Linked DNA regions of Mus musculus: region 1 is linked to region 2. A link is a contact called in public promoter capture Hi-C data. All regions are on one chromosome and are shown on one strand. Each heading gives the region's core, a stretch centred on a gene start, on an enhancer-like site or on the middle of the called end of the contact. The rest is flanking DNA. Distances are from core to core; before and after follow the strand shown.

Evidence for each region. Promoter capture Hi-C pulls out the DNA fragments that hold promoters and counts their contacts.
Region 1: a promoter capture Hi-C map of hippocampal neurons shows a contact between it and region 2, with 3 times the contacts expected there. The contact joins the promoter of Nalcn here to the promoter of Clybl in region 2. A contact is called at or near these places in 1 of 39 promoter capture datasets (hippocampal neurons) and 1 of 115 datasets of contacts at active chromatin or transcription factors (astrocytes).

Annotation. Positions count from the first base shown.
Region 1 is chr14:123,625,460-123,628,895 of GRCm38.p6, forward strand. It overlaps Nalcn (sodium leak channel, non-selective), which reads right to left and starts at 1,685. Exons shown (of 44, transcript NM_177393.4): 1 at 1,357-1,685. Gm46490 (a long non-coding RNA gene) reads right to left here. Exons shown (of 3, transcript XR_001781479.2): 3 at 3,154-3,436.
Region 2 is chr14:122,179,449-122,183,110 of GRCm38.p6, forward strand. It overlaps Clybl (citrate lyase beta like), which reads left to right and starts at 2,246. Exons shown (of 8, transcript NM_029556.3): 1 at 2,246-2,333. The coding sequence starts at 2,278.

The DNA of each region.
Region 1 (3,436 bases), core at 435-2,934, 1.4 Mb after region 2:
CCCATCCTTTCCAGTGAAAGTACATTACTTACCTGTGATCAGGTAAGAGAAGCCAATGGCCTTTCACACAACTTTTTTCTTTTAGCTATTTGGCAAAGCTCAAGTTTTTCCCTTTCCTTATATGGATTTATCAAATAGATGGCACAAAATTATATCAGAGGAGATTGTAACACCCACATAGAACAGAACGGAACCAATCAATTCAGAAATCAATTTCTGAGGTTGTGGAGATTTGAGAAGGCATGGCTCTTATTTGGATTGTTGGACAATCTGGATATAAAAAGACTCCTGCTGTTAAGAAACTGCCACAGTCCCTGCTCCTCTCCCAGGTAACAAAGACACAGCAGAAGCTATGGAACAAGGAATCAAAAATTTAAAAACAAAAGCAAAAACAGCTACCTGTTAATTTTTGATCCCACATGAGAGATTACAGGAAAAAAAGCCACAAGGGGCCTCACTTCCCATTTCCCACAGGGAAATTGAGGAAATCTTCCAAAGGTCATGTGTGTGTGTGTGTGTGTGTGTGTGTGTGTGTGTTCACACATCCTTCACAATACAGTCCTTGGAAATTTGGGCCCAAAGCTGATTTTTTTTTTCTAGTAAAGGACATAGTGTCCAGGTTCGGGGACATTATGTTGTCTAAAGAAACATTAAAGTCAGAGAAATAACTAACCCCTAGGTCACAGTTCTGGACCCATTTCCAGACTCTAGCCAGGCCTTCCAAACTGGGCTCTTAAAGGTTCAAAGACAAAATGCAGTTGCTTTGGCAAGTCCAAACTTTGCTTGCTGATAAGGGTCACTCTAATGACAGCTGCTCAAACAGAACAATTAATAAAATGAGAGCAAATTAGCAAACAGCAGTCCGCAGGATTATGGGATTGGGCAAGGCCCAGAAGGCCTTCCCAAAAGCTGATGGAGCAGAGGTACTCCCCAAACCCTCCTCCCAGTATTGGGTTGACCCAGGTGAAGGCCAGAGGCAATTAAGGCCTTTAGCAATCAGGGCCAGCATAGTGAGGGTCTGGATGCATGTCAGCCCCACCCCCAGCCACCTGCTTCCCCCACCTCCAGCACCTGCTGGATGCCAAGGCTGGGCAGGCCCCATCCAGCGGCCCAAGGCTTCCCAAGGCCCACTTGGGAGCAACTTGCACGGGGGGCCAGAGGGCGCACAGTGGCGCACAGTGGCTCCCAGAGTCCCTTCCCTGCGCGCCCAGACTGAGCTGTCTGCCGCCTCCTGGATTCCCAGAACCCTGCCCAGGCCAGGCCCCAGCGAAGGGATAGCAGGACGCCTCCCGGCCTCCGGTGTAAGACGCTGTGCCCGCCTTGCCGCAGCCTCCAGGGCCAGCGGCCATAACCAACCTGTAACCGCAGCGCGCGGAGTAGTCATGGTGCTGAGGCTGCAGCGGCGGCGGCGGCAAGCGGGATCCGTGCGGGGCGCGCCGGCCTGAGCGGGTGGGGACGCGGCCCCTCACCTATGGCGGCTCAGTCAGCTCCGTGCTGGTTCTGCACTAGCATCTGCCGCACGAGCGAGGGGCACGGAGAGAGCTGCAGGAGTCCTGGCCTTGCGTTTATTCGCTTGCCTTTTGCTGTTGGCTTTGCTGCGCGAGCTACGGAGGATGCTCAAGGCAGCGCCGCCGCAGCTGGTGGCCAGTGCCAGGGTCCGTACTTGCAGGTGGCTTCCCTCTCTCCTCCAGCAGCCAGTCTCAGCAACAGCTGGGCAGTCTTCTCAGGCTGTTCTAGGGGCTCCTGCTTCTCTAGGCCTGTGTGCTACTGTAGTGCTACTTTATGCGCTCCTAAGTATGAAATTGCAAAGTAATAAATACATCAGTAATGTTTCAGTCTTTTAAATATGTCACCATGTAGATAGAGGCTAAAGGGTGTTCGTACATGGTTAACTCTATACTCTATTTGCAGCACCAGGGTAGGCTGAAGCTGAGGTCTTGTAGGGAATCCAGTAGAATAAGTGTAGGGACATTTTGCATCTCAACTACCTTGTTCAGGCCCAGGAGACACCGTCCACTGCACTCTCATTCCTAAAGGTTTATTTGCCTACAGTCAGCTTTAGCAATCATTCAGGAGTTCCCAGCCTGTGATTTCACTATCACATATACACAAAAGTATGCCTTTTGCAGTTGTCTTTGAAGCACAAAGGATCAGATGAAGCTTCCTCTAAAAGGAAACTTAAGTGAAAAACAACTGCCTGTCACAAAATGTTGTCTCTCTAGCAACCAACATAAAATTTCACACACACACACACACACACACACACACATACACACACACACATTTTAAACAAGCATTTTCTAGCCTTATATATTTAATTTCCCCCCTTTACAAAAAAACTAATCTTTACAACCCTATTAGGTTCTTTGTGGAGTTTTTTTTTTTGTTTGTTTTTTTTTTTTTTTTTGTTTCTCTTGTTGTTTGGTAGGTTTTTGTTGATGTTTCCTTAAAGGGGCATGTTAATAATCAGTGTTTCACAATATATAGAAATGTGAGATTGTTTTTTCATCAAATTGCTAAAAACTTCAGAATTACCAACTGTATAAAAAGCTGTAATTCAGACAAAGGATTAAACATTTTCATAATAAAATTAAAAATAATTTCAATACTGGTGTCTTAGTCAGGGTTTCTATTCCTGCACAAACATCATGACCAAGAAGCAAATTGAGGAGGAAAGGGTTTATTCAGTTTACACTTCCATACTGCTGTTCATCACTAAGGAAGTAGGACTAGAACTTAAGCAAGTCAGGAAGCAGGAGCTGATGCAGAGGCCATGGAGAGATGTTCTTTACTGGCTTGCTTCGCCTGGCTTGCTCAGCCTGCTCTCTTATAGAACCAAAACTACCAGTCCAGAGATGGTCCCACCCACAAGGTGCCTTTCCTCCTTGATCACTAATTGGGAAAATACCCCACAGCTGGATCTCATGGAGGCACTTCCCCAACTGAAGCTCCTTCCTCTGTGATAACTCTAGCATTTGTCAAGTTGACACACAAAACCAGCCAGTACAACTGGTAAATCCACAACTAATTTATTTTAAGTTTTATTACTGGTTCATTTCATCATCTCTGTTGCTACTTCCTTTTAAAACAAAAAACCTAAATAGTACTTTATTGCTAGTGTTAAAATACATAATGGTATATCACTCTTGGGGTTATAATTATAAATTAGAATTCTAGAAAAACATGATCATGAAACATGGTAACACCAAGATTTTGATAAAAAATTGAACAGCATTTTTTCAGTAGTGGTTTTTCACTATCTCAGCAATACTCTACATCAGACAGGCACTTCAGAACCTGCTCTGTCAGTAATTGTCATATCTCTACTGACAAATCTGATTCCTGTTTAGGAGCTACACATAGTCCCATGGTTGATGCAGTCTTTAAGAGTCTACGGGACCCAAGCAAAGTCCGTGGGATTCAGGAATGTACGGAG
Region 2 (3,662 bases), core at 996-3,495:
CCTTATCAAAGGCAGCGCTGGCCGGGAGCGCGGCTGGGAGGGTTTTGTATCTTAGCAGCAGGAGGCAGCAATGATCTCAGAGCCAAGTTCTATCTGTGCCACTGCTTAAAAACCATTCCACAGAACTTCTAATAGGCTTCTTTCTAAGTGCGCCATTCTGAAGTTTGAAACCAGTGACACCGGCCCGCTCAGCCTTTGAGACTCAACTTTGGTGAGAAAACCCTACATCCGGCCAGACAGCAAAAGGAAGGAAAGAATGGATTGTGATAAAGAGCCTTTGGGGTTCCTAACCAGAGAATAAAGGGCTTCATTTTCCTAATGGGTCTGCCCTTTCCCACTGGAAAGTTATTTAAATGTTACAGCAAACAGTGAGGTTGATCAGATATTTTCAGCGGGCGAATCCTAGGAGGTGTTCTGTAGAACCAATACAAAGCTAGATAGTATAAGACAAACAATGAAGGTTAATTGAGTTTTCACGATAATTACAAGGCCATGTGGTGAAAATATAACTCACTTCTATCTAGGACAAATGTATTTGTGAAACAATGCCAAGATTTCAGCCACTTAGGGCCAGGGTGTAGCTCAGTGGTAGATAGAGCTCCTGCCTGCCTGGCTGAGGCCCTAAATTCTACTCCCGAGTATATTATTAAAAAAGGCATTTAGGCCACTTAAACCTGGGCCCAGGAGGTTCTCAGATCCCTGAAGTTTTATGCCTGCTCTACTTTGCCCTGAAGTCTTTCACCCTCCCAACCCGTCTTCCCCCACTACCTCCCCTCAATCCCTCTGACCCCCTCAGGTGCAAAACTTGCAATAACTCTTTTGTGCATGTAACTGACGCCTTACGTGACTTTTATTGATAAATAAAAACTCAAGGCCGGGCGGTGGTGGCACACACCTTTAATCCAAGTACTTGGGAGGCAGAGGCAGGCAGATTTCTGAGTTCAAGGCCAGCCTGGTCTACACAGTGAGTTCCAGGACAGCCAGGGCTATACAGAGAAACCCTGTCTCAAACAACAACAACAACAACAACAACAACAAAAGTTTTAAAAACTCAAACCCCCAGACCTGTGTTTTTACTGGTGGATGGATGGCCATAGAGAAGTGTAACAGGACAAAGAGTGTGATCTAGTATCTGGAGACAGACAAAGCTTGCCTGCTCAGTCTCTTAGTACAAGATATAGATGTGTAAATTAGAGATGGAATGGGTGTTCCTGATACTGCTTTGTCTCAGGCTCCATTTTGGCGGAACAGACTGGGGCCCGCAGTGGAGACAGGAAAGTGGGATGGTCCTCACTGGGTGCAGGCAGGAGAGGTCCGGGTGGGTGTGAGGGGGCCTCACAGAGGGTTTGAACAGTCTGCCCTGTTGGTATCATAAACTAAGCGATAACTCAGTCTTGCAGATATTCGGCATCTGTGCTGCCACTCTGGCTACAAAGGACTTCTGGGGTCTTTTGTTTTTGTTTTTCGGGACAGGGTTTCTCTGTGTAGCCCTGGCTGTCCTGGAACTCACTCTGTAGACCAGGCTGGCTTCGAACGCAGAAATTCTCCTGCCTCCCAAGTGCTGGGATTAAAGGCGTGAGCCACCACGCCCGTCTGGGGTCTATTTTTTAATCCAGCTTCCGACAACGACTTTGAGTGTCAATTCAGAACAAACGGAACGTAGTGACCACCAAAATCAAAACTGCAGAGGTAGAAGACAGAGGAATGGTGGAGGGTGGAGAGTGGAAAGGACCAGACACTAGGTAGGGCACCACTGGATTAGGAAAGACGACCGATGGCAGCTTCTCTCAGTTTCCGGAGACCCGCAGGCATTGGGAAGGGGCCTGTGTGGGTCCCAAGCCTGCACCTTTTCAGGTAGAGCCCATTTGCTTTGACCACTTTTAGCTTATGCACCATCGCAGGCTCACCGACTGTGTTAGGGGCACGTTGATAATAAAAACAGCAAAAAAGCCCCTCGGAAACCTAAATCTTCTCTGCCAGAGAAAACCCAAGTTTCTCTAACTCGTTTCAGAAGCGGGCGGAGCATTGGGTCACCAAAGCCTCCGCGCAGAGCCGCGCAGGGCTCGCAGAGGATTGGAGTGGCTAACGAGGGCGGGCGTGGTTTTGGAAAGAGAAGCGTTGCATGGGGCCTCGCCAGCAGAAGCAAGGTGGGGCTGAGTCTGGCTGGACTGGCCTGGGCTGTGGCAAGCGGGGGGCCGGGCTAAGCCTGGTAGGGCGGGCGTGGCCGAATCCAGCTAGGCGGGGCGAGGGCGGGGCGTAGGCGGGCCAGTCGGGAAGATGGCGTTGTGCGTGCTGCGGAACACGGTTCGTGGAGCGGCGGCGCTGCCCAGGCTGTGAGTTCAGGTTCTCTGTCCCCGCCACGCGGCGAAGGCGGTAGCCAGAGTGGTCTCTGGAGCCTGCATGGGCACTCTAGCCCGATACCTCTGTGCCTCCGGTCCTTGACCTCTGCCAAGGTCGCTGCGGCTGCTGCCTCCCAGTGGGAGGGCTTTGCGTGGACCCGGGCAATGGGTACAAACGTTACTGGGTTGGCAGGGCTGTCAGCATCTGGCATGTACCGCGCTAACTTAGGGGCGCTCTGGAGTAGCTGAGACGCTCACCCCACCTATGTGAAGCACAGTGGTTCCCAAATGTTGTTCTCTGGACCCACTTACCCAACCAAGAATGACTGAGGGTTCCAAAAAGCTTTTGCCAAAATCTGCTCATGAAAAACACTGAATTTTTTTTAGGTGAAAAGAGCATATATTTTGAAGTTTTCTTTGGTTTAACAAGAGACTTTAAGTCTTACGTCATCAGCTTTGGAGTAGATATTTGAAAAGAATTCCATGACTTGGGGAGTGGAGGCAGGAGGACGCAGGTTAAAGGCTACACTTAATCTACATAGCAAGTTTGAGGCCAGCCTGGCCTACATAGCAATACTAGTTGGTAAAGGAACTGTAGATTGTCACAAACAGTGACCCTCCCTCATGACACTTGCCTATCTGTTAACTGCACGTGTCCTGAGTTCTCCTTTAAGGTGTCTTGCCTATTGTGAGGAAACAGGATCAGAGACTGTCTCAAAGTCCCACGGAGCGATGGAGCCAGAGTTCACAGTTTAGCGTTTTTTACATCTTTTGTGTTGTGCTTCATGATTTACCCCAGACCCATGACAGGACCCATATGGTCTTAGGCACCTCATTTTCTCATCTGTGGCCTTGCACCCTGGCTGGAGGAAAATCACTCCTGGAACCTGAGTGGTGGTAAGGGAGGGGTCCTGGGCCAGCCCAGAGATTCCGTTTCTGAAGTGTGAAAGGACCAGTCCTGACCGCACACAGTCACCACTTCTAATAGGCTTGGAGCTTAGTGTAAACTCCTTTTTATCACCACCACCCTGCCCCCCATACCATGCATCATCTCTATCAAGGGCAGGTACTTGGCTTTAGTGAGCCAATTGTGCTAGTGTGGTCCTAGTAAACCCACCAGAGGATGTAAGTGCTGTCTGGGACCAGTAGGCTACTTCTGGAGGCTCCTTGCTTATTTTCAGAGTGTCTGAACCATTGCTGAGCACGCAGGGGCCATTCAAGACCAGAAATCCTGATCCCTGTTTCTGACCCACCAGCGTTTGCCCTGAGCTCTAGACTGTCATGTTATTCATGCAGTTCTCTGTGGCCATGCTGGATGTATAT